Linked DNA regions of Mus musculus: all the other regions are linked to region 1. The links are chromatin contacts, called in public Hi-C and HiCAR-type maps. All regions are on one chromosome and are shown on one strand. The core of a region is the stretch at or near the end of the contact, and the rest is flanking DNA. Distances in the headings are between cores, read along the strand shown.

Region 1 (4,679 bases), core at 1,343-3,842:
TTATTAACGACCTCTTGGGGGCCAGGCAATGTGCTAAGTGCTTTAGGTAAAGCCTTTGTCATCTTTACAGCGGTCCTGCCAAACAGATGTGCTCTCTTCATTTCACAAGGCTAGAGAGATTAAAGAGCTTTCCTATAGTCACACAGACAGTCAGGGGTGGGGCCAGCAAGGGGCATGGGAAATGACGAAGGCAGACGTCCCTGCTGCCCATGGGCTTGGGAGTCGCATGGTTGCATAGTGCCATGTTGCTTTCCTGTTGGTGATCTTGGGCAAGTTACTAAATCCTCAGTCTTTCCAGATGTAGAAGGGATGATGACTCTGGCATGATTGTTGAAATGAACGAATGTACACCCAGCACTTATCACCACCTCTGACTCAGTGATAAGGAGCGATAGAGCAAGACCTTGGACACCCTCATCTGCTGTCTGCACATACACATGGGCGTGTGTGCCCCCTGTACACACGTGCACATGTATCACACACACTCACACATATATACACTCGCTCCCAAGTACAATGTATAAACGGTCCTCTGTTGACAGAGATTAGCATCACTTGTGCTGGGCAAAGGGAATTCATCCGCGGTCCAGCTCCAGCATCACACAGCAGAACAGTGAAGCATGCCAGTGCTGTGACAATGAGCTGATGGACGTGCTAAAACCAGGTTTATGTGTGTCCCACATCAATTCTACTGTAATAACACACTTTCTACTTTTGGCTTTCCTCTCTTTAAACTGGCAATGGTATTTACTTTGGTCATGGGAATTCTGTTACCTTATTTTAATAAGCTAATGCTGTGGCTTTCCCTGCCTCCAGGGATTGTTGGCCTATATCGGTCCACGAGGGCAAAGGGAGCAGAGATGGGGACGAACAGGGCTGGGTTCGGAAGCCCTGTGAGTATGTACAGTGATTAAGACACCCGGACCAGCTGCAGGGAGTCAGACCAACTTTACTTGGGGATGATTCAAGGCTTATGAAGTTTTGGAGGATCGAGGGTGGAAACATCCAGGATGGGCGAAAGTTGTTGGCTAAAGGGTTAGGGTACCAGAGTGCCTCATTAGCATGGGGAAGCATTTCAGGAATCTCAGGTGCTAGCTGAATGGGTTCTTACGAGGAGAAAGGAAGCTGAATCCATGATCTAACTAAAGCTACATGACATCCTGCCGGTAGAGGTGTGTGGTAAGGGGTTTGAGTTCCCTAGATGAGGTCAGAGAAGGGAAGTCCTGCCAATGAAGGGGGCCCTCCATATTATGCCAAGTCTCAGAAGGCTATCTGGTCAATGGTAGAATTCAACCTTAATTAGCAGAGTTTTCCCATGTAATATGTGTATAGGTCTGGCACATTGTGGAAGCGTATTGAGAATTGTTTGTCTTTGTTCTTACCGGTTGTCTTTGAATAGAAGACAGGAAAGCCAAGGGGCAGGGCTCAGGGGCTGTGTGAGGAGTAGGAAAGAAGAGCTGGAGGGGATAGAAGACAGCAAGGAACAGTGTCTTCCAGACACAACAAGGATGACACACCTAAGAACTCACAGAGACTATGCCAGCATGCACAGGGTCTGCACGAGTCCCCGTGCTAGGAGGGAAGTGGACACAAACCCACATCCCTAACTCAGATGCTAATCTCCAGGTGATAACCACTCACAAAGCACAAATTAGTTTTCTCCAGTGGAGACTTACTGGATACGCAAACCACACTGAAGGGCAGACCTCTTGACTAGCAGAAGATGGCAACAGGAAATGGGCTCAATAGCATTTGTTTGGGAATTTCTTTTTCTTTTTCTTTTTGGCCTTACTGGTCTTTTGTGTGCATATCATGCTTTCTGATTCTGTGTTTTTATGGTTTTTCTCTCTCTGTTTCTGATGTTTTTCCTTTTTTCTCTTTTAGTTTTATTTTTATTCTGGTTTGTTTGTTGGCCTGTTTGTTTTCTGAAGAGAGAAAGAAAGGTCATAGAGTTGGGTGGGAGGGAAGGGGGAGGATCTAGAAGGAGTTAGAGGAGGAGAAATTGGGATCAGTACATATTATATACTATATATATGTATATATAGTACATGTCACTTGTATAAAATTATTTTCAATAAGAATAAGTGCTAGAAAATTAATTAGAGGGAACTGTTTCTAATTTTGTAGATGAAAAAGCCCAGTTATAGAGACAGATGGCTTTGCTTAGGTGGAGGCCATCTATGGTGACACTGGGAGAAGTCATTGGGCCTAATTCCCAATTCCTATTTCACATATCACACTCCTGCATAAAATGTGGCATATTTGTCATGACTATAGCGTATGACATCATTCAACACTGGCTGGCCACTCTCTCTGTTGCACAATCCTAGGGCTTCATCTTGTTTACCAGGGGAAAAGGTTATTTTGACCAGCTCAGATTTTTCCCTTAGAGATCAAGTTAGTATCTTTATTTATTACTGAAGTTTCAGTCTGTGACAAGTCAAGTTTATGAACAATATTAACCTTAGGACACGGAGAGGGCCCAGGAATGTTTATATTCCCCTGCTGTAAAGTGTTCTCTTGGACTCCTGTCCATCCACAGCATCGATGGGTGTTACCTAAGCTGGAGATGTGGCAATCACATGCTGGTCTGAGTCATCTGGACTTTCTCTCAGCTCCTGCAGGACTTTCCATCTGTGGGTTCTCTTCTCATTTTCCTGTCCTCCCTGGGGAATTGGTTTCAGCTGTGTCTCCTACACTGACAACTGCCAGTCTCCAGGCCAGCTCTCTCTGGCCACCTTTAGATTTCCATTTCCAATGTTTTCTGGACAGATCCAAAGGAAGGTCTTTGGAGACCTCCACCCTAGCCCTCCCCTCCCACAGGGTGTTGACACCTTCCAGATCTGCTGCTCCGACTGACAGACATCTGGAGTGGTACCTCTGTCCACCAACGGGGAGGCAGAATAGTTAGCTACAGGAACGTCTCCTGTCACTTCCCAAACACACTCTGTATTTTTAGTCTAAGTCTCTGATGTGGACCACAGGCACTGCCTGCTCAGATCCAGCTCTACCCAGCTTGGTTTCTGGTGCTGTCTGTCACTCATCGCTCCACTCTTCTATTTACCTTACATTGCCACTGATGTCTGGGAGAGCCCAATTGCTCTTACAGACTGTTTCCTTCGATGCCTTGATTTCCCAGTTGTGTCTAGCTAACACATCCTCATCTGTTGGGTCTCAGCTCAGATTTCATGTCTTAGGGATCCCTTTCTAGAGACTTCTGCACCACTGCAATTGAAATGTTCCTATTACTTTTCTTCTGCCATAGGTTCCAAGTTATAATTGCAGGTTTATCTTGATGCCCATGTGATTATTTATTTTAGTTAAGCATTTTTCATCGATTGTACTTGGGGCTGTGTTATATAAGGGCACTTTCATACGAATACAAATTTCATACAAATTGAGTATAGTCTCCCACCATATCCTCTTCCTTTTCTTCTTCCCTCTTGTCCTGTTAGGTTCCTTTATTCCCTTTGTCAGCTTCCCTCTACTTCCATGCCACAGATACATGCATAATTCCTATAATATAAAATCTAGGAAACACAAAATAGAGAAAACATGATGTTTGTCTTTCTGAGGCAGGATTAATTTGCTCTGTGATTATCAGCAGTTGTATTGACTCTCCTGCAAATGTTATAACTTTGTTCTGTGCCATGGTTAAAACAAACTCCATTGTGTATATACACAACATCTTTGTCATCTGTTCCTTCATTGATGGATGCCTCCCTATTATGGGTAGTGTTGCAGAAAACATCAATGCGCAGGTATCTCTGCGATGTGCTTGCTCAGAGTTCTTTAAATATCCAGGTTCACTACCTGGCAGAAGCAATTTATGGGAGGAAGAGCTCCTTTTGGCTCAGAGTTAACAGGGTTTCAATCAATCACGGCAAGTAAGGTACGGTGGCTGGAGTGAGTCAGTCACAGGATTGGGAATGCGCAGAAGCTCTCTCTCACACGTCACTCACCAGGAGACAGAGTTCTAGCAGGACCTGGGCATGGAACCCTCAAGGCCTACATCATCTGGCTAGGTCCTGGGTCCCAAAGGTTCTGCAACCTACTAAAACAGCCCCATTAGCTGGGGACGAAATGTTCAAACATCTAAGCTTGTTGAGGACATTTCACATTCAAATAATGACAGCTAACTTCGGAACAATGGTCTCCCCTGATACCTGCACAGTGTGCTTGGCATAAAGTGAGCCCTCAGTAAGTAGCCATTCAATAAACGAACAAGCAGTCTGTGTTCAGATGCAGCTCTTCCATTTCCTCCTCCAAACAAGAACGACTACCAACTTCCTTTAACCTTATGTCCTGTGTGTTTCTCCAACCTTCCCTTCTCTCCATCTTCTCTGCTGGCCTCATAATCTAGACTTCTGTGGTTTCACAATGACAATACTAAAATCACATTTTCAATGGTAACTACACCACAATTCTTGCTCCATACACAGCTATGAAAGGACCTTTTTATAATAACAGTTTGTTTATACTACTGTGTTGCTCAAACCCTCTCAAGATGTTCTTTGTTGCCTCTTGACATGTGGCCAAGGTCTTTTGTAAGATCTCGCTGGCATTCACGGTTAGCCTTACCTTTCTCCACCTTCATTTCCCTCCACTCTTTACACATCTCTGTGTTTGCCAGAAAGCACACTTCTTGAGTACAAGGATATCATTTGATGTATTCATGG
Region 2 (4,679 bases), core at 1,553-4,052, 990 kb after region 1:
TTTACTACTTTCGGACTTTATTCATTATTCACAATGTTTTCATTCCTGGGTCATAAAATGAGCACCCCACCCCTCCTCCAAAGGCTTGGTCCCCACCCCCAGGGCCTTCATTCCTGCCACAGTCAGCAAAGTTCTGATAAGTTTCACTTTGGGAAAAAAAATGTCTTCTATGTTGATCTCTGAAGCAGCTAGCAGCGGATCTGAGGGGTGTGGGGGGGATGGCTGGCTGCCAGGCCGGCAGAGAACTCTCCCCTACCTGCCTTTTAAGGAGCTTGGCCCAGAGTCTGGAAACTCATACAGAGGAAGGCATGGCAATTAAGCCACAAGGGGACAGAAAGGGACGGGTCCTGGCCGGCAAGCCAGTGGTTGGGAGGTTGTCTCCAACTGTAAGAGAGAGCCTCTTCCTGTCTTTTGTGGTGAAAAAGAGCCCAGCTACCCACATCTTTACAGATGTTCCATTCAGGAGGGGAAATGGAGAGGGTCTTTAGGCTAGCCTTCCTGGGGAGGAAGGAGCAGCAACCTGGGAGCCAGTAAGTCTCAGTCTCATCATTCTAGTCCTTTGCAGTCACATGACTTCACCTGTCTGGGCTTAGGTGGTCCCTTATAGAAAATAGCATTAATAATATCCACCTGGCAAGGCTGGCAAGGAATTCAATGGGCGATATGTCAAATGCCTGGCACTTTGAAAGGCTCATTTTGGTTTTGGTTGTTTTTTCTTCTTCTTCTTCTTCTTCTTGCACGATTAGGATGTGGGAAATATGCCGTGCCAGGGCAGAAGCAGAAAATACGTGTGTGGTGGTTTTGATTTTGATCTTTCCAGGAAACAAGATAGAAGAAAAGAAGCCCATTGCAGAAGGACCCCACCACTACCACCACCGCTGCCGCCACCACCACCATCGCCGCCACCACCACTCAGCTGCTGTGTTGTTTTAAACATTTTGCTCTATTTATAAATCACCCCAAGAAAAAGTCATATTTTTACACAGTATGTCCTAACAATTCCTCTTCTAAAAACTGAGACGTCTTCCCCGGGTGACTCTGAAGGGCTAACATCCCGATACTCGGTTCTGCTTTAATAATATTTACATAGAACTTTACAGCTTACAAAGCGCTTTTCCCTCTGTCGAGCTGTCTGTTTCTCACAGAGCCCTGCAGGTCATTCTGGGATTACTGACACACTTTCCAAGTGAGAGCAGTAAAGGCCAGAGAGGCCAGTGAGTCACTCTGAATTAAAGGAGGAGAAGGGCAGGACAGCTTGGCAGCCCCATCGCCGACACCTGCCCTTCTCCCTCCCTCCTGGGTTCTTCTTAATGGTACCAAGATAGCCGTTTCCTTGAAGTCCCAGAAGATAGCTGGTCTTTGAGTCCCAAATACAAAGGCATACAAGTAAGGTCTCTTGTAGTGGATCCATTGCAACCAGATCTTGGGAGCCAGTATTTAGCATTTAAATACAAGCAGCACCAGACCAACCCATACAGGTCTACTACTGAGTTTATTTGTATGTTTATGTCCTTGTTAGCTTTACCCTAACCCCCAGACCTCGCGCATGTGTATATGGGTTAACGAACTTCTTTGCGCCAGAAGAGATTCAGTCAACAAACATTTGGCGATGGAGAATTGTTTTTTCTTTTTCTTTTTTTTTTCTCAGTCTCAAGGCTAAGGGAAAATATAATAGGCTTGGGTTTTGCCTTTCAAGATGGAATCAGGAATGGAGCTGAATTTTCTCTGAAGCCAAATGTTCCATCTGTTAGAAGGAAATGGCCAGATCTTTACTTGAGTAGAATTAAGTGATTGGAAAATTCCCACTCAGCTGTCTCCAGCATTTTGGCACTTCAGTGCCATGCTGCCTGAGAAAGGCTATACGTCACAGACATTTCTCAGGCTACAGTGGTGGGTGTGACAACTCTGACTTCTAACACAGATGACAAAGAGGCCAGAGAGAGAAACCTCAGAAGCCAATTATGGCTGCAGCCATCAGTGGCTGCCCTGTGCCCACAGGTCTCCTGAAGAACATGGTTTGAAGTACAGTTATTTTCCCAAATGGCAAGCGCTCCCAGCCAAAGTCCTCCTTGAAGAGATACTCTGCCAGTTCATGCCAGTCTCCTGGCAGCTCTTTCCAGAGTGTTGCAGGCTGCCAACTTCACAGTCCTCTTTCATGTTGAATTTGTCAGGTTTCCTTGATATTGTACCACTGTGCGTTTCTTCCTATTTCCAAGCTACGCTCTCCGTTTCCAATGTCTCCACACCTGGCTTTTACTCTTTCGTAGAGTGGTATCCCTGGCTCTCTGCTGTGATTTTAGCTGCTTCAAATGCTCTGTGAAGATGAAATGATCTCCTAAGGACGAACGGGCCCCCTCCCATCAATCCTGTCCCTGGCCTCTGATAATTCACCCAAATGGACATAAAACTGATACTAGTAGATCAGAGTTTAAGATTTAACCCATCCCCACCCTCCCCCCAAGACAACTTTCACCCCTGTATTTCTAGTCTATGTGCCCCTAAACCTAACAACAAAAACCCAGACCCTTAAGACCCCTCCATTTCCCTACTCACCACCATCAGCAACTATCCACAGATCCCTTGTGTCATCTTTTTTCCCCCTCTAGTTCCTCTCATATTGCCACCACGAGGGTTCAGGCTTCATTCTTACCATAGTTAAAAAACTGACCCTGCTAACTTAGAACAATATTCTTGTTGCTCTCTAGCAATTAACTGAAGTGAAAATTCCTCACCACCAGAGACCTTGACAGTCATGCCCCGGTCTTCTTTGTCTACCTGAACTTCGTCCTCACCCTTTTCCCTGTTTCTCCAGCCAAACAGGTCTGCTTTGCAGTTCCTGCCAGTGCCCTAGAGTTGCAAAATCTCCTCCATTGTTACAGAAATCCCCCTTCTCCTGCAAGTCAGGATCTCTGATGAAAATCCCATCCTTCCCCTTCAAGGAGGACTTCAAGTGCCAGCTGGTCTTGGCACCAAATTCAGGCATTTTCACCTGTGTACCCGGAGTAACAGGCACACTAAACCTGGCTCTCTATGTTACACCTGGCTCCTTATCCACAAACAGGAGGGTGGTGCTAGCATCAGCAGCGTGAGAGCCTGCTGATCATCAGATAGGATACATGCTCATTAAAAACTATCAAGTCTTTTTGTGTGAAAAGATCCCAAAGCCCTCTTTCTCTGAGATCCCAGGGACTGCAGACCTCACAGCCTCTACCCTTGGTCACCGAGAAGCAGAAGGGGAGAACAGTAGATTTCCTCAGTTTATTTCTCAGTCCCAAGCAGAAGAAAAATTTGACATGCGTTTTCCTTAAAGCGCTCTCATCCCTAGAACCCACGCTCTTTGTTTGTTTTTTGCCTAATCCGTCTCCCTCCTTGAGCTTTAACAGCACTGCTGGTGAACTCTCTTGCCTCTCCTTTAGACCACATGCTTCAAGGGCAAAATCACATCTTATACCTCAGCCACAGTGTCTACCACAATGACTGTGTGGTTTGAGGGAAGAACCCACTAAGCATCTTCCACACACAGTAGGTAGTTGTCTCCATCTTCCTCCTGTTCTTCCTCTTCTTTTTCTCTCATACTGGGGGTTGAGTCTCGGGCCTTGCACTTAGCTTGTCTCCTCTATTCTAATCATCTCACACAAACCACTACTACCTGCTCTCACCTGTGATCACTTGCCTGCTGGCCTGGGTGTTTGGTCTTCACACATGTAACTTTCTAAGACTAAGAACTCAAAGTTTTTATAGTTGACCAAAGAAAGACAAAAAAAAAAAAAAAAAAACAACCAACAAAAACAACAACAACAACAAAAACTCTACATGGCTCCAAATACATTGGAGGTTAAAAAAAAATGTTTTTTTTTTTTCATTAGAACACTTGGGCTTTTAAGCAAACCCAAGTTTTAATTCCCACTTTCACTTTTGTTCAGCACAGTAACCTTGGATGAAGTCACTCTCCTATGAACGCTTCAATGTCTTCACTCACTCATAAAATGGGGAAAATAATGCCTACTTCATATAGCCGCTGAAGAGCATTTAAGATAAGGCAAATTCGTTTCTAGTCCCTGAGCTCATAAAAGGATCTGACTCTGTCCCCGCCTGCTACACGCTGACTCACACAGACTCTGTCCCTCAGACCCATACACGCTGTTATTTAAACTGGAGACTCGTCAGCTTCATCCTAAATACTGATTTCAAATAGTCATGTACCCCAAGGTCTGTGCGTAGCTAGAAGGGAACTGCTGCCAGCCTCATCTCTTTCCAGGCAGTTGGGAGTGACACAGGTGGGCGGTGGAGAGGGAACAAACGAAACCCTAGACAGAGGCGGTCAATGCCTGTTTGTTAAATCACAAATAGATGCCCCCTCCCACCAGCCCCAAGGGATGAGAGGGTCTCCGAAGAACTCTGCAGCCATTTGATCAGGGGACAACATAACTGAAGGATTAATGTGGCCTCTCTGTTGGTGGTCTTGGTAATTGCACAGATGGAGTGGATTGTAAACTGGGGGACTGGGTCTCCCACTAAACTCACTGCTGGGCCAGCACAAGCTTCAGCCGGTTTTTTTTTTTTTTCAGTTGAAAACTCAACTAACCTTTAATGAGGAGCAATGTTGGGGAACCTTGTTTTCTTGGCAGACCTCTTACAGATAAAGGGAGGTTGGGGTGGGGGTGAGGAGACCTAATGAA
Region 3 (4,679 bases), core at 944-3,443, 740 kb after region 1:
ACACAGTAAACGGTCAGATCTCTTCCAGTCCAGAGCCAAAGCCTGGAGAGTTCACACTGGGATGATCATTCTCAACTAGGCTATGCGGAAGAATCTCCTAAAAGTACAAAGCTTATTCCCCAACAATCTTTGGGAAGGTTCATGAGAGTTTTTTTTCTGTCCTATAACTCATCATGTAGACCAGGCTGTCCTCAGATTCAGAGCCCCATCTGCCTTTGCCTCCTGAGTGCTGGGATTAAAAGCATACATCGGCGCCACCCAGTTTTTTAGCAACAATCTTACTTCAACAAATCTCTGTCTCCTCCAAGAGTATCTCCTGCAGGGTCAGGGTCAGGGTCAGTGATTGATTAGGACCGTTGCCCTAATTAAGGAGGCAGCAACAAAACAGGTCAGTCTTGTGAAACTGAGTATAGGCTCAGCTTCAGTCATCTCTCCACAACTTTTCTCCCTGTCCATCTCTCTGTCGATACGATAACTCAAAGGGCCATTGTCTTTATCTTGACCCATGGGAATTGCTTTCCATGAGGTTTCTCTGCATCTGAGCCTGTCCCTTCCCATCTATATTCTTAAATGCTATCAACTTATTCTTCTCAGCTAGTCATGGGCTTCCTTTAAATATTTCTGATGTGCTGGGCAGTGGTGGCGCCCACCTTTAATCCCAGCACTTTGGAGGCAGAGGCAGGCAGATTTCTGAGTTCGAGGCCAGCCTGGTCTACAAAGTGAGTTCCAGGACAGTCAGGGCTATACAGAGAAACCCTGTCTCGAAAAACAAAAAAAGAAAAAGAAAAAAAAAAATTCTGGTGCGGTTTATTGGCTTGAGGTTAAGACTCAAAGTCATGTTGCAATGGTCCCCAAGAGCTGTTCTGCGTGTGAGTGGATAGATGGAAGGCTGTGGGTAGATGGTCCACCTGTTGAGCCACACAGAGAATGAGCCACAAAGCAGGGCGATATGATCTCCAATGGTTGAGTTTCTAAGTGTCATCAGAACTTGAGGGATTTTCACCTTTAGAAGTGTAAGGAATCACTTCCCAGTTGACATGTTCTGTGGAGAGCCGTGAGCAATTGCCATCATGAGCCTCCGCTGTGCCTAACTGGTAAACAAGTAATGTGCGCAGGTGCAAGAGTAAATTCGTGCCAAGTCACTGCCCATCCCGGGGCGTGGTGATGAGGCTCTGGGAGAGCAGCCAATCACACGCCACACTAAGGTGTATATAAGCAGCGCCTTTTTGGTGCTTGGGGTATTCCTCTTCATGTTGAAACTGGTGTAATAAAGTTGCTGCAGAAGGATCCAGTTTCTCACGCGTGTGTTCTTGCTGGCGAGACAATAGTATGTGTGAGAATGTTCCATCCTGCTCATCCTGTGGACTAGAGTAGAACGGATATGGAAAGTAAAGCTTACAATTGCTCATCTCACCCTTGTCTTCAGTGTCTTAACCTGTATCTCAGTCTCACTAGGAAATGGCATTTCCTTACATGTCCCAGGTTTCTGCAGGTACTATTTCCTCCCCTGGACTTCCTCATTTTTCTCCTTTATTTTACTAGCTAGTTTCTTCTTGTTCTTTAGTACATGTGACACTGCTTCCTTCCGATGTGACTCACCTCCACCTTCTCAAATCCCACCCCACCTGGATCAGGACCTGTCATGCAACATGTACTTCCCTCACCAGATCCCTTAGCATAAGATACAGCGATTGTCACTTAATATGTCTGTGTTTCCAGCCAACCTGCCAGGACCATCATAGTAGTAAAGCCATGTCAAATTATTATGTTAAATATCAGTGATGTGAATTCATTCTGGAAGACAAGCTGAAATGCCTACAACAAATGCTAAGATTTCACAGGTATAGAATTGTCTCCTGAGATGTGATGGCCCCAGGACACCTAATATTAATTCTGTCTTGCTGTGTCCCACCCCCACTGCTGGACATGTGCTTTGTATTGGCCTTGGTGCCTGCAATTTATGATTCACGCTGAAAGCACATTTGACTCGCTCATCTTTATAGCTCTTCTCCGAGAAAATTACCCAATCTGGCAGTCCTTTTGGCCCCAAGGCTACTTGACAGATCACAATGAGCCAGGCCAGATGGGAGGAGAAAATGAACTCCACCATCAAATTGTCCAATGCCTGAAAAATGTTGGCTTTGAGATAGTGCCGTTCTTTGTATTGCCTATAATCAGAGGGCTGAGTTCTTCACTGGGCCAAGGCAGTCAGGTCTTGGTGTTCCTGGCTGAGCTCAGTCAGTGTCCCACAGTGGAGCTCCCTGCCAGGTGGGCTGTCACAGCTGCGGAATCAGAGAAGTTGTGCAAGAGGAAAAAGAGATTTTTCCAATTCAGCAGAAGGAAAAGCCTCAGAGAATGAGCTCAGCGCAAGTGGGAGTCAAAAACCAAGGCCAAAGGTCCAGAACTCAAGTGCGAATGGCAAGAAGGAGGATCGTGGTGAATACAAACTACAGAAAGAACGTGAGCAGCAAGCGAGAGACAGGGATGACTGTGATGTGGGACACATGAAGACTCCCAGTGCCTTCCCACATCCCGCCACTTCCCACAAAGCTTTCTACAGAGTCAAACTGTACATTGATTTCTTTACAAAGCATTTATCCAGCCTTTGTGCTAAGCATAACTCTTACTTTATTTTTTGTTTTTATCTGCTTATATATGTGCACATGTGTGCATCCATGTGTGTGGCCTAGTATATGTGTGCATTTGTGTTCATGAATCTGGACACATGTGTACCATGATGTACATGAGGACGTCATAGGACAACCTCAGGCTCATCTTCCACTTTTTTTTTATACAGACTCTCTCTTGGGTGTTTTTTGTTTTGTTTTGTTGTTTGTTTGTTTCCTGATGGATATACCAGGTTGCCTGGTCCATAAACTTTAGTGTATTCTCCTGTTTCTACCTCCCAACTCCCCTCAGGAGCACTGTGACGGGATGTATGCATGCCCAGTATCTAGCTTTATTTATGGGAATTAGAACTTAGTTCCTCAGTCACGTGTAGCTAGTGCTTTTCCTGGTGTACCATCTCCCCAACCTCTAGTACAACTACCCCACACCCTACGGTTATTCTCATTCTAGAAATGAGGAAACTGAATTTCAAAGAGACTCACAAGGGGTCAAGGTAGCAGTGGTGCCTAGGACCATCTGGTCTAAAGGCTCTGGTATGAGGTCCCCAAGTATAAACAAGCCGACCTGCTGAAAGTCACTCCCAGAAAAGGCAAATTCCAAAGAAGACTCTGAGTCCAGACAAGCTGTTTGGAAAAAGTGGAAACCAGCAAAGCTAAGAGATGTTAAGGTCAACTGAGTCCCTTGGAAAGGATATTCTCTAGCCTTTTGAGCTGCCTACAGGCTATGTGGTGAGCTCCAGATCCCCAGCTTTTGTGAGGGGTCAGAGGCACTGACCTCAGGAAGACTGTGCCCCTCCAGCAACACTGGGAGGAAAGATGGTCTGCGATGGGAGAGATAGAAACCTTAATTACTTCCTGGTGCAAATCTGAAGAGGATGAAGTCTTGGGCACTAGTTGAGGGTTTTAAATATATGGGATTGGTAGAAATGTAGCTACAGTAGTAGTAAGTGACCAAAGCAATCAGAAAAAGCAGAAAGTGCAGGCTTTCAGGTTACAGTTGTCTTTGAGTCATCTCTGCTCCCGTAAGTAACCCCTCACCTATGTCACTGTAAATAACTTCAACGAAACTCATTGGTTCACCAAGTCGGACTTTGGTGGTATTCACACTTTGATCTGTAGTTGGCTTTTTTATCTGGGATGAATATGTTTTGCATCTCTCTAAGAGTAGTCTTGTCCAACAACACATGGCCCCATCTTGGAATGCACTAAAAGGTGCCGGAGTCTTCTGGAATCAAGAATGGCCTGGCTTACTTGGAATATCAGCTTCAACATTGGAAAAATCTGATTTCCTCATCTGTAAAAACAAGATATTTCAAGTACCTACCATATAAGATTTGCAAGACAATTAAATGAGATAATACAGGGCCCGGGGAAATAACTAAGTGGGCAATAGCAGTTCTTGTGCAAACATAAGGACCTCCATCTGCAGGTTAAAGATAAGTCAACCCTGGCCCTGGCTGCATGTACCTATAACCTTTACACTGAGAGAGACACAGGCAGATCCTAGTCACTCATGACCAACTATTCCAATCAGAGTGGTGAGCTAAAGGGTCAGTTAGAGAGCCTGTCTCAAATAAGGGTGATAACAGCACAGCATGACCTCTGGTTTGCGTGCACATGCGCACGCAAGCTCTCTCGCGCGCGCGCGCACACACACACACACACACACACAGAAAGAGAGAGAGAGAGAGAGAGAGAGAGAAAGAGAGGTAGAGAGAGAGGGAGGGAGGGAGAGAGAGAGAGAGAGAGAGAGAAAATACATATAAAGGAAAACAAGTCTTATGCAACAATTATTCAGTATTATTATTATCATTACTATGATTGTCTGGGTACCAGCTTCTAGAATTCCATATACCATTATTAATTATTATTATTATTATTACTGTTATTATTATGTCTGTCAGCTGACAAGGAGAAAATTTTACCTGGTATGAGAATGAACCAGCTATTATGACTCAAAGTCTTTAATCCAAGCTCTTGAGAGGCTGAGGCCTGGCCTACATAGTGCTATCCTGTCTCATGTCTCATGCAACAAAAATGATAAATAATATA
Region 4 (4,679 bases), core at 1,035-3,534, 640 kb after region 1:
GGTTTCCAAAGGAAATGGTTCCTGGAGTGGATGAGAAGATTTCTCCAAAGTCATCACATCCTCAGGAAAGAATGCTGAGAACTAACAAGGGAGACTACGTGAGACTCAAAAGTCCCACTTGTCAGTTCTCAGCAAAGGAAGCAACCAACAACAATCCGACAGAACGGGAAAAAGATCTTGGCCAACTACACATCAGACAGGATTATTAATATCTCGGCTATATAAAGAGCTGCAAAAATTGAACTCCAAAAATCTAAATAATCTTATAACAAATGAACTGAGTAGATAGTTCTCAAAAGAACTATAATAATAAACGAATTCTTTGAAATGTGTTCATCATCCTTGGACACCAAAGCAATGCAATTAAAAGTGTGTTATGCTTCCACTCTTCCCTGTCAAATGGCTATCACAAGGAAAAAAGATAACAAACACTGGTGAGGATGTAGAGAAAGAGGAATGAGCATTTATTGCACTTGGAGATAGACAGCTGTGTGGCCACTGTAGAAATCAGAGGGGCAATTCATCAAAAAACGAAAAGCAGAACTATCATGTGACTCAGCCTTATGACTCTTGGGTATATACTTGAAGGACTCTACAGGTACATACCACAGATGTAATACACATCTTTTCTTGTTGTACTGTTCCCAGAGCCAACTGAAATATCAGTCAACAGAGTAATGTGTAAAGAAAGTGTGATACATATATACGATGGAGTTTTATGCAGCCAAAAAGAAAACAAAAGTCATGACATTTGCAGGAAAATGATTAGAACTAGAAGTCACAGTGTTAAGTGAAATAAACAAGGCTCAGAAAGACAAATGCTTCATCTTTTCTCTGATTAGGTAGAACCTAGACTTAAAGTTGTGTGTGTGTGTGTGTGTGTGTGTGTGTGTGTCTTTACATTTGTATTACTTATAGACATATGTATATATGTATGTATTTATATGTATATATTTATATATATGTATATTTATATATGTGTGTTGTTTTAGGTCATGATTCCAGATAGGGGATAATGAGAGAGAAGGAAGAGATCTTAAGAGAGTCAGGAAGTAGAGTAAAGGCATTGATGTAATAAGAAAGCAGAATGGAGAAATAACTGGAGAAGCAAATGGAAGAAGAAACATGGCCAGGACAGCAGGAAGGGAGAACGAATGTGAACGTGGTATAATAAATGACATCTAAGATTCACAGTTTTATGCAGATGGTTCTTTTGGTGTTTTGGTGTTTTTTTTCTGTTTTGTTTTTTGGTTTTTTGTTTTGTTTTGTTTTGTTTTGGCAGGCTCATTCATATGTGTGCATTCTGCCAGGAAACTGACTGACTGCAGGTCTCAGATGGCCTCACTTGCATATCCAGCATTTGGCACCAGCTGTCAGCTAAAAACAAGTTAATTTCTCTCAATGAGAGGGAAATTGTGTCTCCAACAGATATTTGGCAAGTGTGTAGATAATTTCTATTGTCACCGCTATGTGGAAGAGGACAGAGCATACCATAATACACAAATCAGCCTCCCACAAGAGTAAGATACCTAACCTAAAATGTCAATAGTGCTGAGAAGCCCAGAGACAAGTACATTTACATAAAATGTCTTCTTTAGTGTTTACAATAACCATAACAGAAGAGTGACACCCCCATTATCTACAAATAAGAGAGTACCGCTGTGAGGAGGTAAGTCGTCAACAAGAGCTCACAGTAGCAAAAAGGGAAGCTGGGCCTAAATGTGCACATATGTGGGTTCTTAACGAACACAACAGAGCTATACATCCCCCTTGGAATGTTGACCTGCATAGAAGATCCAGTTTTCTAAATAGTAAGATACAGCCAGGCAACAGTCCAAGCTTCCCATCTAAGTTAAGGTATGGTGGCACACACCTAATATTCCAACACTGGGAGACTAGAGAATTTCAGTGGGTATCAGGCTATACAATGAGCTCAAGGCAAGCCTGAGGAGATGTGGGAAGGCATGATGCTTACCTGTTCTCCCTCAAGACAGTGCTGCCAGTATCTGGGGGGAGCCCCTCCTTACCTCCCAAGTCATCTGTTCTCCAGAATCAACGGCTCCAGATTTGGAATCTCACTCACGGGAAGCTATTCCAAGTCATCTCATGAATCTATTGTCCAAATCCTCGTTAAAGCAGCACATGAAATGTTGTTCCAGGAAACAAGTGTGATGATTCAGACGTACATGTACATCAGTGAGAATGGGACTGGCCAGTGCCCCATCAGCTCACTGCACTCCCAATAAGCTAGCTCGGGACCACAATTCGCTAGTTGGCAGACACAGAACACCATTGCCTCACACTGTCATTAAATCTCAGCACTTTGTTTCACACAGGCATCGAAAAGCCTTCTCTCTCTACTCTGACCTCCCCTTGGCTGCTTGGACTCAACTCACACACTTAACGTCATTTATTTTATTTTGAGATTACACAATTCTAAGTGCTTAGGGAGTGCGTTTCTGGGTATTCCACATGCTCACTGTTGATTGTAGAATACAAATAGTAAATCTCTTGGTAGAGGGGTCACTCAGGTAGGTGATAGAAACAAATGAAAAGTAATCAGGTGGGATCCAAACCTGTGAGGCAAGATCTCTGGTGATCTGGGAATTTAGAAGACAGCTTTTCTTAGTTTGACCTAACCACTGTCATGCAAAAATGAAGGCCAGAGTTTATAGGTCTTCCGGCAAAAGAAAGAAAGAAAGAAAGAAAGAAAGAAAGAAAGAAAGAAAGGAAGGAAGGAAGGAAGGAAGGAAGGAAGGAAGGAAGGAAGGAAGGAAGGAAGGTTGAAAGTCTGTATTTTTACTGGATATACTCCATCTTTCATTGTTGGCCCCTAATTCACAAAATTTTAACATACACTATTGGCCATAAAAATAATAACAATAAATAAAAGAATCTGTAGACTGGGTTCAGTTCACGACAGGCTTCAAGTTTGCAAACTTCTCCTGTGGGGATTAAGGACTTGCTCAGCACTGGTTTTAATCAGACAAAAATGTAAAATGACTTGCATTATCTTAGATTTAAAACCATAGCATTTATTTTCACTACTCCCCTGTTAATCACAGGCTTGATACTTTTAAAGCCAAAAGAATCTTCAGGGTTACGCTGTTTAGTTTTTTTTTTTGTTTGTTTGTTTTGTTTTGTTTCACAAAGGAGGAACGTGTGATTCAGAAACAAGAAGTCATTTGAATTTTAGATAAATTTCTGGAAAAACAATTCTAAAGACTCAGATTTCTGGAAGTGGAAGGACCAAGTCTTGGTTTCACAACATGAACACTAGTGTTGTTTTACAACAGTTCTTGGTTAGGGGGTGAGCTTTTGTTAGGTGACCAAACACTTAACAAGAAACCACTTAGAGAGGAAAGATTTATTTGGGCTTACAGTTTGAAGAATTCTGATCCATCAAGGCAGGGAAGGTATGGAGGTGATCCTATCTGATCCTTGGTGGCAGCAGCAGGAGACAGCTGGGTTTCTTACATTCCAGTGGGAAAGGATGAAGGGAGGCAGTGCTGGCATTCAGCAGGCTTTCTTGTTCTCCCTTTGTGTACAGCCTAAGATGCTAGCATCAGCTTGTGGGGTGCTGCTGCCCACATGAAGAGGGGCCTGGGAGCAGTGTTTGACTGCTTAGCTAATCCTCTCTGGAAAGGTTCTGGCAGACATATCTAAAGGTAGATCTCACTAGTGAGCTGTCAAGTTGACAGAATTATCCACCACGTGTGGCTGTTGGACACACTGTGGGATGATCAGCCACATCTCTGGTTTCTGCCCACTGGATGCCTGTACTCAGTCCTGCAGGCATGAGTGATCCTAAAGAAGAAAATCACCACTGCCCAAGGAAACTAGTGGTGACCACTGGTTTCATACAGTCCCTGCATGTGATAGATAGGGAAACTAGACTCAGAAAATTAAAGAACACCCCCCACACACACAAGATCATTGAAGAACAGAGTTATTGGCATGTGTAAGGCCAAGACTCAAGTCTCTTAATTCTTAGCAGTGTTCTCTTTACCAAGCCTGGAAGTCTTTCTTATTTTTATTAACTTAATTTATATTAATTATTACTATGTGGATATATGGTGCATGTGTGTGTTTGCACATGTGTGCATGTGCGTGTGTGTATGCGTGTGTATGTGTGTGTGTGAGAGAGAGAGAGAGAGAGAGAGAGAGAGAGAGAGAGAGAGAGAGAGAGAGAACAGGTATGAACTTGCCATGGTGAGCACATAGAACAAATTGTAGGAGTCACTTCTCAACTTTTCCCATGTGAATTCTAGGAATCAAACCCAGACATCAGACTTGTATAGCAAATACTTTTACCCATTGAGACATATGCCCGGTCCTCAAGCTTGCAGATCTTAACCATGAGTCATTCAATAACAGATTAGTATGAAACTGCATGCTTTTGATGAGAGACTAGGCCATTGACAAGGGAGCCAGAGCTTGAGATCAGCAGATTAGGTAATCAAATTTCAGCTCATCTATTTACTAACTTTGTACCACTCCCCAAATGAACATTCTAAGTCTTCGTTTATCACTTGAAAAATAGATTATAAAAAGTATATAGTACTTACCACATAGTAGTAAATTGCTATTGTTACTATTATTCTTATTATAATTAACTGGTCCTGGGATCAGTAAACTATATTTCACATATCCCCCTGTCCTGCTTACTTTTTAAAACC
Region 5 (4,679 bases), core at 1,244-3,743, 580 kb after region 1:
ATATATGAGCAAAACAATCCCTTCAAAGGAAAAAGGACACCAATAGATTATATTGCAGCTGAGCACAAAAAGCTCATCTTTGTAGCTTCAGATTTCAGGTGACAACAAATCTGTGAAAATTTACCACCTGTCACATTTTGGGGTAGATTTAAAGAATACTCATAATTATTCTCAAAGAATTGTAAATTATCTAAAAATGATTGTAAAGCAATTGTAATCCTTATGTAAGTCGTTACCTGTGTGAGGTTAGATTTTCTTTATAGACTACACATAACATTTTGCTTAGAGTCAGACTGCAGAACTAGCCAGAGGACCTGTGTGTCTTTTGTGAAATCTGTCATTAGATGTTTGCAAAAAATGTAAAACAATGTCACATTTCTTGCTAATTGTTTTTAGAAAAGTCTTAAGATGCCAGTGTTATAAGCATGCAACATATTTATTGTTTCTTTAAAGTTAGTAAACACTTTTACTTTAGGATTTTTTTAGTCTTAGTTTCCAATATCAATAAATATAACCAATAGAAACAAAATTATTTTGCCTCCTCAATGGAGTTTAAGAATTTGGTGGATGTTTGAAGAGAACAATATCCACCAAAGAGGACACTCTCAACCCAGTCTAGGTTCAGCTCGTTAATATTGAGAACAGAGGTAAACTTATTCCAAATAAACTCTCCAGCTCAAAACAATGAACAGACTGATAGAATGCATATTTTAAAGGGAATTAAACAAGAAAAGGAAAATTGATGAAACATTTGAATAAGTGTGCAGCGAGAATCACAGCGAGTGTTTGGAGACTCTGAGTCTAGAGTGTTAAAATCTGATGCTGGAAAAACCCTTGAGTCAGAGAGGCAGAACCTAATGTTTGATGGCAGTCATATGCCAAGTACTTCGTACCTGCCTTGCATCCTTGCAATGAATTACATAGCCAGGTGGCATCATCTGCTTTTCACACAGCTCAGAGAGCATTCCATGAGGCTCCTAGACTGGTACCCAGCTCACCATCCTATGTAGTTTCATGGTATCTTGGAACAGAAGAGAGTTTACAATGTGGGCCATGTGACCTCTAGCTCTGAGAACACAAAACACCATGGTGAGCTCAAGGAAGACCAGTTCTGGGGAAGAAAGGCCAAGTGTCCACAGAGAGAAGCAAATGATTCTTCTAGAACAATGAGAAGAAACAGGAGAGGTAGGAGCAAAGCTTTCAGTACCAACAGACACACTTGCCCTTTCTCTGGCTGCACCCTCAGTAAGCTTAAGGTTCAGAGAACAATACCCCAGCTGTTAGAGGAGCGAGGTGCTGGATTTTACAGTCTGTGGAAGATACAAGGAGAGATGGAGCGCCATCACAGTATGAATGGACCGTGCTTTGACAAGGTCAGCACTAGGAGATGTGGAAATCTAGAAGAGAAACACCAACTGGCCTTGGCTCGGTGATGCAGTCTTATTGCTGTTGTGTATAGTGGGAGTCGAGAAGGCAGAGAACCATGTGTAGCATACAGCAGGAGTGTGGCTTCTCAGAGAACAGAATAGAACCCAGAAGAATTAACAAGAGTATGGGCCTTTGCAAATATAACAATAGCCCTTCTCCATGCCAGATTTTACTAAAAGTACCACTATTTCAAGTGTCAGACATGTAAAATAATCCATGTGCCTTTATTACTATGCTCTTGAACCTCTAAAGATTCCGGTGTTCAGGATTTGAGACTAGACAATCAGATATTGTATTACTTTCTGAATTCCCACCTTCTCCATGGCCATAGATCTGCCCTTCCAGCGTCTGGTCTACAAAATGAGGCCTCATTTAGTCAATGGTGAGAATAGTGTTTCCCCTCTATTCCTATTTCCTCCCTCCCTCCTCTTCTTCCCTCTCTTTCCTTCCCCTCCACCTTCTCTTCTTTTTCCAGCTGCTGTAAAAGAGACAGCCTTTACACTCTATGTATTCATGCACAAAGTTCTCTCATTAAGATCTATTCCCTTAATTCATCTCTGGATTCCTCACTTCCTAGGCCTTGAGGACAAATAATACAACTGCAAATTCTGATTCACTTTGAGGTGGGTGGGGGTGGATAGTTCTTAGTCCTTGGAATATGAGACTTTTTACATCTCTACCCAAGTTAAGCAAATATTCCTAAAAGTCCAAGGAATCTGACTTTTTTTAATCTCTGAGTTTCCACCTTAGATCAGAAAAGTTACTTATTACCTTGGAAAAGAAGAAAGGAAGTTAGAGAGGGGAGGGAGGGAAGGAAGGAGGGAGGGAGGGAGGGAGGTTGAGAGAGAGAGAGAGAGAATTATTTTAACCATAACAAAATTGACCCCCAAGTTTTCAAAGATTTTGTAACTCCTCCCCAGATGCTTCCTAAAAATCACAGTGACATCTTTTTTCCCCCATAGGGACATTTTTGTCATAATTCTTGTGTTGCTATCCCAGCCCACTGTGATTCAGAGAAAAACATACATCAGGCGCCACAGGAAAGTCAGGACCCAGCAGCAGAAGATGGGCGTGGGGAGATGCTGGGTGAGTCAGCTCCGAGATCCAGCACATGTTGCTTTCTTCCCAGCAGACTCCCTGGCCTCTGTCTTTCCCCAGGAAGTCACGACTTATCTTGGGCTTTGGTGGCTAATACAGGACATCGAAATCCAGAAAACTTGGACTCAAATCGATCTGATTTCCTTACCACACATTGGTTGCATTTTCTTGGTGAATTCTTTGGACTTTCTGGCTGCATCTGTTAGAGACCAGGTGCTCTCCCAGACTGCCTCAGTGCCAGCCGCTATGACATCACCAGCCACCAAACTCCACAAGAGTACCCTTTAAAGGGTCCCCACCATCATGCCCACTCTCTGTTTCCTGGTCTGTCTGTCCCTCACTCTGTCCCTCTTTGTGTCTTTATCTTCTCTCTCTCTCTCTCTCTCTCTCTCTCTCTCTCTCTCTCTCTCTCTCTCCATATATATATATATATATATATATATATATATATATATATATATATATATATATACTCTATGTATTAGTTCCTTGAATATATTATATTCCTACTCAGAGGTGGCCTTTCACTTCCCCCCCCACCCCCCCCACCCCCAATTAAATTTCTTATGTGATGTCTGTTGCATGGTATGATTTTCTTTTCTTTTGGCATTCCTTGGACCTCCAATTGCCAGGATACCCTGTCTCCATAAAGCCTTTATACGTTCTGTTCAATCTGAAATTTGCGAGAAGAAAGACCGGTTCTACAATTATTCAACTAAAGCAAGCTTTAATTAATATTGGCCAGGTAGATGGGGAAGCTTCTTTTTGTAACAAATGAAGACTAGCACTGAGATCCATTCATTAGTGGTCAAAATGCAGAAAAGAGTGAGCATTGGATACCTAGCCCCAATCGATACATCCACAATAACCTCTAAACACAAATGCTCAGAAAAAAAAAAAGGCAGGGAAGAAGGGATGGAAGGACAGTATTGGAAAGAGCATGATGGATACAAATCAGAGGGGGAATCGTACCCCTGTTCAGTGGGCATGATCTGGGGAGAAGGGCTCGAATGGCACTAGGCACTGGGGATGCCCTGTGAAGGCAAGGGTGTGAGGGGGCCTGGACACTGGGGATGAACTGCAAAAAAAAAAAAAAAAGATTAAAGATATAGTAATTTTTAAAAAGTCAAATTGACTTAAAAATCTTGTTTTCCCTCTGATAACTATGAATTCATTTATTTCTAGTTCATTCACTTTTACCGCCTGAAGAACGGTTCTAAAACTTTTCTTAATTTAAGGTCTGCTCATTCCATTTTTTTTTTTTTTTGGATTATCTCTGATTGATACCTGATGACTTTTAAAGAAAAAAAAAAAAGGTCATGTTTCCCTGGTCCTTGGGGTGTAAAACTGTGGCAGATTTTATCCTGGGCACTGGATATTGGGCTGTGAGGCTCCATCTTGGAATGGTTCTCTGCCATTCTCTGTGCACTGTAGTCATTGCTATAGCAAATGACCCACTCAGGCCGTACTACAGACAATAGCATCACCCTCTCTGTTAACTCGGGTTTTGAAGCCTGGGCAGTTTCATGAGCTCTGCATTTGTGCATTTCAGGGGCCAGTTAGAGACATTGGTTGATTCAGAATCAAACTTAGGGGTCTCCTTTCCCAGAGTTATTCTTCAAAGATGTTTTTCTTCTCTTCATTTCCCATAACAACTAGAGAACCCCTTTCCTAACATATCTGGCTAGAGAGTTGGGGTTCTTAGAATTTTAACCACTAACAAGAATTGCCACAAAATACTCTGAGAAAAGAAAAGAAAAGTAAACAAAATAGAAATTTTCCCTACATTTTATTTTCAGAACAACAGAATTCTTACCTCAATTCATCCGACCAGAGAAAACAAGGCATCTCTTGGAGACTTAGATACCCACATCACAACCAGTGCCACTGGCATAACATCCCAAATGTGTTGGACCTCAAGAAAGAGCCAGGTCATATGTAAGAACAAAGCCCAGTAGATTTCCCATGATACTTTCTGTTTCATCTAGCAAGTATGGATGTGGGTGGCTGGAAGCAGGTATCTTTCAAAGTTTTTGTTATTTGTACCTGCCTGTAGTTCCTGGATTTGCAATATTCTGTATCAAAGCCAGAGGGAAAAAAAAGATAGAAAAATATGAAAGTCACTCTTGGTATGGAGTGGCCTTCCTCTGTAG
Region 6 (4,679 bases), core at 966-3,465, 550 kb after region 1:
AGGGCAGTATGCTTTCTCCATGTGCTCGGAAGAGGAAAGAATTACAGATATTTGGTGAAGACATCACATGATTTAGGAAGTTTTATAAACTATGTCTTATTCAGGAAGTTATATAGTCTCGTCATCAACTATGTAGCAAAATCCACTTTGTGTCCCTCAAATACTAGGCACTGAAAACAAGATGCAGTCCTCTAATGTCACAAAATTCAGGGGTTGTTAAGATCAAATTCATACCAAGCACTGTCTTTGGGTCAAGATAGATGGCTCAGCTTTTAAGAGAGCTTATTGTTCTTATAGAGGACCTAAATTCAGTTCCAAGTACTCATGTCAGGCAGCTCATAATTGTCCGTTTCTCTGCTCCAAGAAATTTAACTCCTTCTTCTGGTCTTTTTAGGTACTCATTCTCCCCCACACATACATGATCAAAAATGAAATAAAACAAAAATATAAACCCTTTTAAAAAAGCAACAGCAGTGGTTTTGATAGTAATGTTTATGAAAGCCTCAGTTCTAGAAAACTTCATTCTGTTGCAGAGGGCTTACCAATCGCAGAGCAATGAGCCAGAGGGAAGGAGCCTGGTCCCTTAGCCAGGCTCCATCAGGACAAGTGGGGAAGGGAAAGGGAGGCTTCACAGCAGCTCTTTGTTTATAAACTCTCTTGCAAGTTACATAGATGGGCTGAGGTGCCCTGTTTACAGGGAAAGACAGTGGAATGTAGACAAAGCAGTCTCTTTGAGGGCAGGACAGAGGCCAGGAGGGTCATGAACTCAGAAGGGCTGGGGAAGCTGTGGTCATCTGCCTTGCCCTGGCCTCAGGCTCCTCATGCCACTCCTTGTCAGAGCAGAGAAGTCTTCTCACAGAACAGTTCAACAACAACACGTGATAAAACCAAAACAAAACCCAGAACCACTCACTCGAAGCCAAAGCCCACGGACATAGCAACCTATAAGAAAGTTTTCTTTGCCCACAGAAGCATCTGTGGAATAAAGTATTGCCTGGGGAAGACCAGCAAGGGCAGGCTGAAGAGCCTTGGGCTTCATCAGGTAGGTGTCATCTGCTTTGCCTTTGAGCTTCAGGTCTCCCACCACAGTGCTAGCCACATGGTCATCTTTCTCTGGTTCTGAGCTCTCCGCTAAGAGTAATTGCAATACAGCTGTGGGCACCTGGGAGAACCTCTGGAGCACACCCTCAAATGCACAGTATTATTCCAGGTGACTAGAAGGTTAAAGAACTAAATAAATGAGGTTGAGTTTGTTGCATTTTATAAAATGGCATTGGTGGTGCAGCGGAAGGGAGCACCTCAGCAGGCCCTGCCAAGTGCTCCCCCTGAGGAATCACCCATGTCGCAGGCCTAATATAAAAGGAAGTTTATTTGGGACCTGGAGAAGCAGGTAGAGGTAGAGAAAGGAGTGGGACAGAAAGGACAGAAAGAGAAAGGAGAGGGGGGAGAGAGGGGAGGGAGAGAGAGGGGGAGAGGAGGAAGAGGAGGAGGAGGAGGAGGAGGAGGAGGAGGAGAGAGAGAGAGAGAGAGAGAGAGAGAGAGAAGCTGAGTTTAGCTGAGAGAGATCATAAATAAATATTCACTTTATAGGTAAAAGATTTAATTGTGATGATTATAGTGAGAACAGGTTATTATTTAACCATTAGCTATGTGCTGAGAGTATTGACCCACTCAATCTATTCATCCATCTTTCTATCTGTCTGTCTCTCCAACTATCTATCTATCCATCCATCCATCCATCCATCCAACCATCCATCCATCATCATTTATATACTCTGTATAGCCTGCAATGAGAGAAGCCATCCTAAGGTTGAGGAAACTGAGACAAAGTATGACTGGTTATGGTTCAAGGTCACAGCTGACAAGACCCCAAGTTAAGATTTGAAGCCAGTTTTCAATTACTTAGCACCATTCAGGTACACCACACCATTCTGCATTCCTAAGCTTCAGTGTAGTTCTGCTCATGTTCAAGGTCACACTGCAAGGCAGTGGAACAAGATGGAACAAGATGGAACTTGAACAGATCTGAACATCCAGGACGCAGAGCAAAGAGAGAGAGGGGACCTCTTAGGTGAGGGGCCTATCCCAACCCAACACCAAAAGAAGCAGAAAATGTCCCTGAACCAGGCACTCTTGCATTTTCCTGCCTCCAAGTGTCCAAACACCAGTGGCTAATTTCGTAACTCATCAGGAATTCTTCTTTGGTTACACAGGCCACAGCTCCTGGTCCAAGTTACATATATCCTGTCAACATGTTTATTCACATGGAGAGAGGCTCCTCTCCAGTTGGCGCCTGAGTTGTCACAACTACAAGAAAAGATGAGAAAAGCTTCAAGAAGTGAACAGAGGCCAAGAAAAAGTGAGCTGGTTGTGAAAGCAGTGGCCCCGAGAAAGCCTGGTCCCATTGTGGATCCCAAGAACTTCCAAGCCAGAAGGATACCGTGACCCAACAGTCACAGGGAATGAAGCTTCAGAAAAGAGCCAAGCACTCTATTAATCGCTTCACTGAAGTTGTATGATTAATGTCTAATAAGAGTCCAAGATGTGGTGAGTCTAAGTAATAGGTGAGAAAAACAAGGGTTCAGAGAGAAGATGTGACTTGTCCAGAGTAAAGCTGAGTCAAGTCCTAACTGCCCAGTTCTTACACCTATGTTCTGAGCTCAAAAGTCATAGCTCATAGAAGATTCTGACTTTCCTGAAAAACCACATGGCTATCCATCCACAGCCAGTATCCTGCGTCCTGTGTCTATCAAAAATCAAAACAAAACAAACAAACAAACAAATAAACAAACAAACAAAAAACAAGAGTTACCTGTCTGTCAGAGAGCCAGGCCATTACTTAGTAGAAATCAACTCAGTATTTATTTCATCAGTACCTCTTAACATTTTGCCCTCCATTATCCTGGGATGGGTTTTGTTCAAACATCCCTTTCCACAGCTCAATAAATATGCACACAAAACTAAAGAGCTTAGCTTTCCATGAAAAGGCAGTGTAAACATCTGGCAGGCTTCCTGGGTCTCAGCTTCCTCCGGCTGGGTCTAAGTGCACAACGTGAGTATATTTGGATTGCAACAGCGGAGGCTGAGCTAGACATTACTCACCCTGTGCAAAAGCACACCAGCCCCCAACTGGAGCGAGGGAAACACAAGTGCTCTTGTTTGATGACCAAAATCTAAACAAACCATTTGAGGTTTGGGGTTCAAGAAAATTTTCAGAGATGCAGTTCCCACATATTCAGTATGAGTGTGTGTAAGGGGGCCTGCATCCATGTGCTTGTGCATCTCTCTCCCCTCTCCCTCTCTTTCTCTCTCTCTGTCCCGCTCTCTTTCCCTCCCTCCCTTCCTCCCTCCCCTCTCGTGTGTGTGTGTGTGTGTGTGTGTGTGTGTGTGTGTGTATTCACTTAAATATTGTCTGAAGTAAGTTAGGATACAAATCTAAATATCTAAAAATAATTTTTAGTAACTAAATGTGGAGATGAAATTGCCTTTATGTATACATTTTGTGGAGAGAAAAATTGCCTTTTATCTACATATTTGTGGAGGTTTGAGTGAGAACACCCCCCACATAGGTTCATATATTTGAATGTGCTATATAGGTCAGACTGGCCTCGAACTTGCAGAGATCCCCTTGCCTCTGCCTCTGGAATGCTAGGACTAAAGCTGTATACCACTATGCCCTGCTGAAAATTGCCTTTAAAAAGTTTTGATGTGAAATGAGGGAAATTCTGGTGTGGATCTCCTATACGTAGTAACATTTGGAAAATAGTCATTGAGCCAGTCAAGTTTTAATACCATGTGAGTAACTTAGGACTCAGTGAAGCCACCCAGTTCTCATTTGTAAAGTAACAGTATTATTAGGATCATGTAAACTTGCCTTCAGAGAGGAGGAATTTACAAAATTATGTAGAAACTTTATCAACTGTAGAGTGCTCTACAAAGGCCAGAGGTTTATTTATTGCTATTTTCCTTGGTACCTTTTCCCCCATGACTTGTCCCAACCAATCTCTTGAAGCTCCTTGGCAATAAAGAGACCCCAGGAAGATCTCTCCAGGGGCATTCCCTTCTCCCAACCACCATAGTTTTGATAAAAATATGTGTATCCGATGGGTTTAGTTATAAAGAAGGGAATGAAAAATCTTGAGCTAGTCATATTTTAAAAGCACAAGTCAAACAGCTGCTTGAAGATCCAACTGGTTAACGCCTCCTGCTCGAAGAGAAGAAGCAGGAAAAAGGGTCCTTTCTCTTTAGTTCCTTGGACAACACTGGAAGAGGAAGTCTATGGTATAACAACAAATACAGGAGTCAGGGATGGGAGGAAGGGCATGCGCAGACAACTTGACCAACCATAGACTCTCTAACAGCAGTCAACTAAACTTGGATTAGGATATTGTCAAATGAGGACCATCTAGAGAATTCTTGACTCCCCTAATGACTAAGTGGGGCTCTAAATAGAGCAATCTGGCTCTAATAAACTTACGTTGACACTGGGAGGTCCTTTAGTACTGAATGCTGACAAGAACTCCATAAGAAGACAGAATACCACATAGCTCTGGTACCTGGTGTACCGATGATAAGAGAGGAGCTCCGTGAGAATGGTAAGGTTTGGTGGGGTCATGGAAAAACAACAGTGGAAAGGAAACCTTTGTAAAGGGGACCAATATTCAAGTTGTAAGTCCAGG

Evidence for each region. A called contact is a pair of places that touch in the nucleus more often than the background predicts. HiCAR-type assays count read pairs that join an accessible place to other places.
Region 2: a Hi-C map of liver shows a contact between it and region 1, with 2.8 times the contacts expected there. The contact joins two enhancer-like sites. A contact is called at or near these places in 1 of 484 Hi-C or Micro-C datasets (liver), 3 of 115 datasets of contacts at active chromatin or transcription factors (embryonic basal ganglia, embryonic stem cells and epiblast stem cells) and 1 of 9 other capture datasets (embryonic stem cells).
Region 3: a Hi-C map of uterus shows a contact between it and region 1, with 2.3 times the contacts expected there. The contact joins two enhancer-like sites. A contact is called at or near these places in 2 of 484 Hi-C or Micro-C datasets (both in uterus), 3 of 115 datasets of contacts at active chromatin or transcription factors (embryonic stem cells, fibro-adipogenic progenitors and heart atrium) and 1 of 9 other capture datasets (embryonic stem cells).
Region 4: a contact with region 1 is called in a Hi-C map of uterus, with 2.7 times the contacts expected there. The contact joins two enhancer-like sites. A contact is called at or near these places in 1 of 484 Hi-C or Micro-C datasets (uterus) and 1 of 115 datasets of contacts at active chromatin or transcription factors (pancreatic cancer cells).
Region 5: a contact with region 1 is called in a HiCAR-type map of fibro-adipogenic progenitors, with 4 times the contacts expected there. The contact joins two enhancer-like sites. A contact is called at or near these places in 2 of 115 datasets of contacts at active chromatin or transcription factors (fibro-adipogenic progenitors and heart atrium) and 1 of 9 other capture datasets (embryonic stem cells).
Region 6: a contact with region 1 is called in a Hi-C map of uterus, with 3 times the contacts expected there. The contact joins two enhancer-like sites. A contact is called at or near these places in 2 of 484 Hi-C or Micro-C datasets (liver and uterus) and 1 of 115 datasets of contacts at active chromatin or transcription factors (pancreatic cancer cells).

Annotation. Positions count from the first base shown.
Region 1 is chr4:106,193,619-106,198,297 of GRCm38.p6, reverse strand. No RefSeq gene overlaps it. Among named protein-coding and RNA genes, the nearest start is that of Gm12724, 41 kb to the left of the region's middle. Within about 2 kb of position 2,592, at least 53 of the 459 cell types and tissues checked have an H3K27ac peak or open chromatin away from gene starts, as enhancers often do. A contact at or near this core is called in fibro-adipogenic progenitors, liver and uterus, where this site is marked.
Region 2 is chr4:105,200,809-105,205,487 of GRCm38.p6, reverse strand. All of the region lies in intron 2 of Plpp3 (phospholipid phosphatase 3), which reads right to left. Among named protein-coding and RNA genes, the nearest start is that of Plpp3, 46 kb to the right of the region's middle. Within about 2 kb of position 2,802, at least 38 of the 459 cell types and tissues checked have an H3K27ac peak or open chromatin away from gene starts, as enhancers often do. A contact at or near this core is called in liver, where this site is marked.
Region 3 is chr4:105,454,860-105,459,538 of GRCm38.p6, reverse strand. No RefSeq gene overlaps it. Among named protein-coding and RNA genes, the nearest start is that of Gm40217, 140 kb to the right of the region's middle. Within about 2 kb of position 2,193, at least 27 of the 459 cell types and tissues checked have an H3K27ac peak or open chromatin away from gene starts, as enhancers often do. A contact at or near this core is called in fibro-adipogenic progenitors and uterus, where this site is marked.
Region 4 is chr4:105,552,791-105,557,469 of GRCm38.p6, reverse strand. No RefSeq gene overlaps it. Among named protein-coding and RNA genes, the nearest start is that of Gm40217, 240 kb to the right of the region's middle. Within about 2 kb of position 2,284, at least 17 of the 459 cell types and tissues checked have an H3K27ac peak or open chromatin away from gene starts, as enhancers often do. A contact at or near this core is called in uterus, where this site is marked.
Region 5 is chr4:105,608,980-105,613,658 of GRCm38.p6, reverse strand. No RefSeq gene overlaps it. Among named protein-coding and RNA genes, the nearest start is that of Gm29922, 230 kb to the left of the region's middle. Within about 2 kb of position 2,493, at least 31 of the 459 cell types and tissues checked have an H3K27ac peak or open chromatin away from gene starts, as enhancers often do. A contact at or near this core is called in fibro-adipogenic progenitors, where this site is marked.
Region 6 is chr4:105,639,382-105,644,060 of GRCm38.p6, reverse strand. No RefSeq gene overlaps it. Among named protein-coding and RNA genes, the nearest start is that of Gm29922, 200 kb to the left of the region's middle. Within about 2 kb of position 2,215, at least 52 of the 459 cell types and tissues checked have an H3K27ac peak or open chromatin away from gene starts, as enhancers often do. A contact at or near this core is called in liver and uterus, where this site is marked.